Linked DNA regions of Ovis aries: region 1 is linked to region 2. A link is a contact called in public Hi-C data. All regions are on one chromosome and are shown on one strand. Each heading gives the region's core, a stretch centred on a gene start, on an enhancer-like site or on the middle of the called end of the contact. The rest is flanking DNA. Distances are from core to core; before and after follow the strand shown.

Region 1 (3,079 bases), core at 418-2,917, 460 kb before region 2:
GGCGGCGTGTGTCGCGCGCGGGCTGTGGGTCCCAGGGACCCCGGCCCGCGTGGGTGCTTCGGGAGCCGCCAGACCTGGGGTCGGCAAAAAATGGGGCGCAGGGCCGCGGGGAGGGCCGCGGGGCTGGGCGCCGCGCTCGCAGCGCCTGCGAGACACAAAGGTGGCGTCCCAGGCCGCCGCGCCGCATTTCCCCAGACGTCATCTTTTCAAAAAATATTTAAAAATATAAAAAAATTAAGTGGGTACATAAAAATGCCCTGAAAATGACCCTCAGACTGTCCTTTACCCAGGCCGGGAGTCGGGAGCTCGTTGCGGGCTCAGGGGAGAGCCCCAGGAATTCAAACTCGGGGGCCCCCCTTCCCCCTGGGCGCGGGCGCCGTTTCCTTCTCGCAAGGGCACCACGCCGCACTTTCAAAAATTATTTTAAAATACTTGCGGTGCCCCGGGGAGCCCTCTGAAGGCCTGAAAACGTGCCCCTGGCCCCCAGCTCGCTCCAGACAGGTCCCCCAAGCTGAGATCCCGGCAGATGAGGGTCCATTCCTAGCGTCTTGGGGGCCACGCGACCTTGCAGCCCGGCGTGCTCTCTGGCCCAAGCTGGCCTTGCGGGACGCCCCGGGACCCACTGCTTGAACAAAGGGGCCCCCTTTCCCGAGAGGGGTCCCCCCACAACTACCCGAGCTCTGTCCCCGCGCCCCTCCCGCTGGGTCCCGGTGGCGGCGCGGCCCCTCGCGGCGGCCCCAAGCGCCTGGCCGGCCGCTCCCCGCCCCCACCCTGCCCCCAATTATTAATAAACACTTTTGCTTTGCAATAAAAGAACAAAGATGGCGCATAATACTGGCACGAGCGGCCCTTGCATACGTGTCCATGGATATTAATTTAAAAATCAAATCTATGCCCCCTCCCCCTGGAGCTGGCGGCTCAGCAGCCGCGCGGCCGCAAGAGGAGGCGCAGCGGGGCTGCGCGGTGGAGGTCCCGGCGGGGGCCACAAAGGACGCCCAGCCTGCGGGCCCGCACCCTGAAGCCAACTGGGGTGCCCGGGCAGTGGCTTTCCCCTAGGGTACCCCTCCTCGACCGCCGCCGCCCCCACCCACCCACGAAAGGAATTATCTAATGACCCCACCCCCACTCCCTCCTTGTTCAAAAAAATACCCTGAATATCTATATATTTTGGAACTACGATTCCTAGCAACACTCTGGCAAACTTCAAAGTTTGGGTGGGAGAGAAGGGAGGGTGATGAGTGGCAAAGAAAAGTGGGTTTGCGCAACAAGTCGCAGGAAAGTGCTAAGAGAGCCGCCCGGAGCCCCGCACCTCCAGCATCCAGGTGGCCACGATCTTCCGCATGGACGGCAGGATCTCCTTCTGCACACACTTGAAGTAGGACACCGAGGGCGCGCAGGTCTCCTCCGCCTTGAGCATGGCCCGCAGCACTCGGTCGTTGAGGAGGTTGGCATCGGGGTACGCCCGGCGAATGGTTTCCATCTCGCAGCACAGGAGCTGGTGTGCCATGGTTGGGGGCTCGGCTAGGTGGCCGGGGGGCGGCGATGGGTCCGGGGCTGGGTCGGCTCTCGACTCGGGCTCCTGCTGCCCCGCGCTCCCTCGAGCTCGTCTGCCCCTCGCCGGAGCGCGCGGACGCTGCTGCTCGCTGCTACTGCGCCGACAGCCCTCTGGAGGCTCTAGGACTTTGCAACTTCCAACAAAACTCCCCTGTAGTCCGTGTGACGTTACTGTTGTTAAGCAGAGATCAAAGCCGGGCAGAGAATGGGAGCGGGAAGGAGGGGGGCCGGGCGCAGGGGGAGGGGGCGCGGGCGCCGAGCGTCGGGGAGCGGCGAGGGGCAGAGCCCAAAAGCCATCCCGGAGGCGCCGCGCCTGCACCGCGCGGTGTTGCCCCCGAAGCCGGGTTTTCATAGAAATGCAAACCGTCCTAAGGCTGCCTTTCTCCCCGCCGAGGAAGAGGGGTGCAGGAGCGGGGGTTGGGGGGGGGGTCTGTCCTCCCCGAGCGGGTCCCGCAGGATTTGGGGGGTTGGGTGACGGTGGCTCTGCAGAGGGGGACAACTAGGAGGGCGGGCAGGCCACACGCAGCTGGGGGAGACCGTGTGGAGGGGGACGCTGGGGTTCGGTGACACTCTGAGCCGGGAGAATGGGCGCATTTCCGAGAACGCCACGAGGGCACCCACGGGCGGAGGCAGCCAAGGGATCTTAGCGTCTACGTCTTCTTTCATTTTCATTAACACGTGTAAATTTCAGGAACCATTTACCATTCAGGGACTCAGGGCAGAGCCGACAACCCCGGTGGAGGTTTCATTCCCGCACCGAGGGGGGTCTGTGCAAATGCCGGAGGGGTAACCCCCAAAGTTAAAGGGCTTTCAGCCTAACACGCGCTCGCTCAAAAAATAAAATAAAATAAATGCCCGAAAATTCCAGCAGCAGCCCAAGATGGTGGCCAGCATTTCCTTCGCCCTGTCCTCTTCGCCTGGGGGATCTGCGCACTGTCTTCCTACCTTAGCTAGTCCATTCTTGCGGGGGGCCCCCAACACTTCCCCCCCGCCCCCGCCCTGTGCCGGCAATTTAACAGCTAGAAAAACACTCTGAAAGGAAGGCTGCAAAACAGTGGTCTCTGTCCTGTCTCGTTTTTTTAATTAAAAATTAAGCTAAATCGCTGGAAATATTGGTCGCCTCCCCGCCTGGGAGAAGACCACCGGAAACTTCCTAATTGGCTTTGTTGGGGGTGTGGACCTCTCTTCACCTTTAGAATTTGCCCGGGGGCTGCATTCGAGAGCCTGAGGCGGTTGGCGGGGGTCTGGCAACAATCAGAACAATTACAAGTTAAAGAAATAGGTGTATTGATCTGATGATTTTAAACAAAACCTATATATATTCGTGGCTATACGCGAGTCCCCAATATTAATCGCAAACTTATAAGAATATAAAAGAATATAGTTTCAGAGACTGAAAAGATTCAGTCTCTTTGGTGCTTATTTTTAAAATAAAAGGACATCTTACCCAGTCTTAACATTTTTTTAAAGTTTTTACTCTACCTGCCCCAAATTAAGAACACTGTTCATTAACTTCCCTCTGAAT
Region 2 (3,388 bases), core at 522-3,021:
ATGCTCTCCCAGCCTGCAGGCCGGAGCCTGAGATCAGGGTGTAGACGGGCCTGGCTCCCTCCAAAGGCTCTGGAGGGGCATCCTTCCTGCCTCTCCTAGCTTCTGGGGGCTCCGGGCCCCCTGGGCTGTGGCCTCGTCTGTCCAGCTTCTGCCGCGTCTTCTCAGGACCTCCTCAATCTATGCTCTCTCCTCATCTGTCTCTTATAAGGATGTCTGTGATCCCCTGACTTGGCTACCTCTGCAGAGACCCCTTATAGACCCAAATAGTGTCACATTCACAGGTGCATGGGTCGGGGCAGAGGGAGCATGACCAGGTGTGACTGTCCCGCAGCGCTGAGGAGTGGGGGCCGCAGGAAGCCCGCCCCATGGATGCGACCTGAAGTAGAGGAGACAAAGCTCCCCAGAGGAGCATCCAGGCACGGGCCATGCCGGACATGTTCACCGCAGGTCCCAGGTGGGCACGGCACTGACATATCATCGTTCAGTCACTGAGTCGCGTCTGACTCTTTGCGACCCCATGGGCTGCGGCACACCAGGCTTCCCGGTCCTCCACTATCTCCCAGGATTTGCTCAAACTCATGTCCACTGAGTCAGCGATGCTAGCGAACCATCTCATCCTGTCGCCCTCTTTTCCTCCTGCCCTCAATCTTTCCCAGCATCAGGGTCTTTTCAAATGAGTCAGCTCTTCACATCAGGTGGCCATAGTATTGGAGCTTCAGCTTCAGCATCAGTCCTTCCAATGAATATTCAGGACTGATTTCCTTTAGGATTGACTGGTTGGATCTCCTTGCTATCCAAGGGACTCTAAAGAGTCTTATCCAACGCCACAGTTCAAAAGTATCAATTCTTTGATGCTCAGCCTTCCTTATAGTCCAACTCTCACATCTGTATATGACTCCTGGAAAAACCATGGCTTTGACTAGATGGACCTTTGTTGGCAAAATAATGTCTCTGTGGTGCTGACGTGGGGCTGAGCACACCCCAGGCCCAGCGCACGTTCGCAGCGTCGATGGCAGAGCCTTCCTTGAAGTCTCAGCACAAACAGTGTCTCAGGCCCTGGGGCACATGCCGTGGGGGGGCCGAGGACCCTCCCTGAATGAGCTCTGGGCATAGGGGGGCAGGATCTTCCCAAGCAGCATGGCCTGGGATGTCTTCTCCGTCCCTCACTGGGTCTCGGCTTCCCCAACTCCAGGGGTCCGAGACAGAGGCCCCCAAAACCCATTCCTGCTTCAAGTCCTCCAATTTCAAGGACATGTGGGGCTCGCTTTGCCTAGACACCCACTCGCTAGAGACGTCACCCACCGGCTCACGGAACAGAGAGCTCGTGCTCTGGGCATGAGCCCCCAGGCGTCCCAGGGGCCCTGCCCAGCCCCAGCCCACCCCCCTGCCCCTGAACCCGTCCATAGGGTCCTGGTCCTGCTGCTGCCTGAAGTCTGTGATCCTTGAAAGCCCCATCACCACGGGCCCCTGTCCCCTCTGCCTTTCTGAGGCCGGGCTCCCCGTGGCCAGACACTGTCTCTGTCACCGTGGGCAAGGGCTGGCTGGGGAGCTGGCCTCCGAGCAGCCCCAGGTTGGACAGTGGTGAGAAGGAGGCCTGAGTCCCTGGGCGGGGGTGGGGCAGGAGGCCGGAACAGGCTCCGAGAATCGCCTGGAGGCGGCTTCCCACAGAAGCTTCCCCGGGCGGCCGGGCCAGCGGGCCCTGGGGGATCAACCAGTTCGGTTTGGCTTCAAGGATCCGGATGGACTGGAAACGCGCAGCTCTGCACTGGGCGTTCCAAGCCAGGCCTGGAAACGCTTCAAAGGCCCGGGAGCAGGGTCAGGCAGCTGGGTCACAAGGGAGCGGTCACTCCTGCTGCCCGCCAGCCAGCAGCTCCCGGTCCCTGCCCTCAGAGTGGGGGCCTCCGAGTGCCAGCCAGGCACGGGCCCCTCTCTCTCCACGTCGGATATTAATCAAACGCATCCTGATCATGATCAATGGAGGCGGCTTGGCAGCGCAGGCCTGGCCGGGCTCCAGGCCCACCTCCAGCCACAGGAAAGCCGAGGATGGCAGAAGTGATCTTTGGCAAGGCCACCACATTGTCCTGGGCTGTGGGAAAGCGCTCCCTGCGCAAACGCTTCCTTAAAGCCAGCCACAAGGAAACGTTCGCGATGGCCTTGGCGATGACTGTCCGCTGGGCCAAACGGGACGCAAGTAAATTAAGCCCTCGTCCACAGCTCTGATGCCCAGAGCTCACGAGTCACCAAGTGGAGCCCTGCGGCCTCCAGAGCAGGTAGCCGGGCCTTTCTTTCGGTCTATTTTACTTGAGCATGTTTCCAAATTGCCACCTCTCGGGGAAGCCTGGCCCCCTCCTACCCCAAGGGCCCTGAAGCCCCCTGAGGGCTCCCTGGCTGGTAGGGCTGGGCAGGGGCTGCAGGCGGGGTGGGGGTGGTGGGTCTCGGGGTCGCCACGCAGGAATGTGGAGCCTGGCGCCTGTCCGAACTCGCCAGATGGTCCTGCGTCCAGGGACCCAAGGCGGGGAGCCAAGGAGGAGCCCTGGGGCAAGGTCCGCCCTCCCGGCCCCCCGCACAAAGCCATTTGTCAAAGGTGTTTCCCAAATGTCTCTGGAAGGGGCTGCCCTCCGAGAGGCTGGCTTGGGCCTGAGCCAGGCGGAGCCATCGGGGGCTCTTGGCAAAAGCGACAGCCTTCTTGAGATCAAAAGCCCCCCTCTTGCTCATCCCCCTTTCTCTAGGCCAGGTGAGTCCACTGCAGGGCACCCGGGGGGGGGGTGAGGCCAGGGATGTCTGACCCAGATGACCACACAGGGGTCCCATGAAACCCCCGTCACACAAGATCCACAGAGGGGGGTCCCTGCAAACAAGAGCTCCCCTAGAACTGCTCCGTTGGGATCATTAGCTCATCTTATCCCTGTTTTCAGATACAGTCATATTCTAAGAGTCGGGGGGACATGAATGAACCCCGCAGAGCTTCTGGTGGCCGCGTGCTGGTCACAAGAGGACTCAGCCTGGGGGGCTGCAGGAGTCAGTATGGTGCCTGATGTTCCAACACCAGCCGCTGTTTGACAGAGCCCCAGGGTGAGGGGCTGGGACTCCAGCAAGAAGGGAGGCTCTGCCAGCCGACGTGGCGTCGACACCAGCAGGAAAGACAATTGTGTGAATGCAAAGGGGTCCTGGGAACCCGACACAACGTGAGCTCCGCTCCACGGAGCCCCGTTTCTGAACAAGGGGGCTGGGTGCAGACAGATGCCTGCGCCTCATCGTGCAGGGGTTACTCCCGCTGGTTATTCCAAGGGTGTGGGCACCACACGGCCCAGCGTTCCCGCAGCCCAACGTCCAAGGAAAGACTCTGCGATGTCGTCGATGCCAGAAACCCTGCCCTTCCCCCTCCCCT

Evidence for each region. Hi-C and Micro-C count contacts between places; a contact is called where the count stands out from the background.
Region 1: a Hi-C map of liver shows a contact between it and region 2, with 4 times the contacts expected there. The contact joins the promoter of CCND1 here to the enhancer-like site in region 2. A contact is called at or near these places in 10 of 16 Hi-C or Micro-C datasets (blood, hypothalamus, liver and 4 more).

Annotation. Positions count from the first base shown.
Region 1 is chr21:43,280,713-43,283,791 of ARS-UI_Ramb_v3.0, reverse strand. CCND1 (cyclin D1) reads right to left here and starts at 1,667. Exons shown (of 5, transcript XM_027959928.2): 1 at 1,310-1,667. The coding sequence starts at 1,507.
Region 2 is chr21:42,821,269-42,824,656 of ARS-UI_Ramb_v3.0, reverse strand. No RefSeq gene overlaps it. Among named protein-coding and RNA genes, the nearest start is that of SMIM38, 38 kb to the left of the region's middle. Within about 2 kb of position 1,771, at least 6 of the 54 cell types and tissues checked have an H3K27ac peak or open chromatin away from gene starts, as enhancers often do. A contact at or near this core is called in liver and tail adipose tissue, where this site is marked.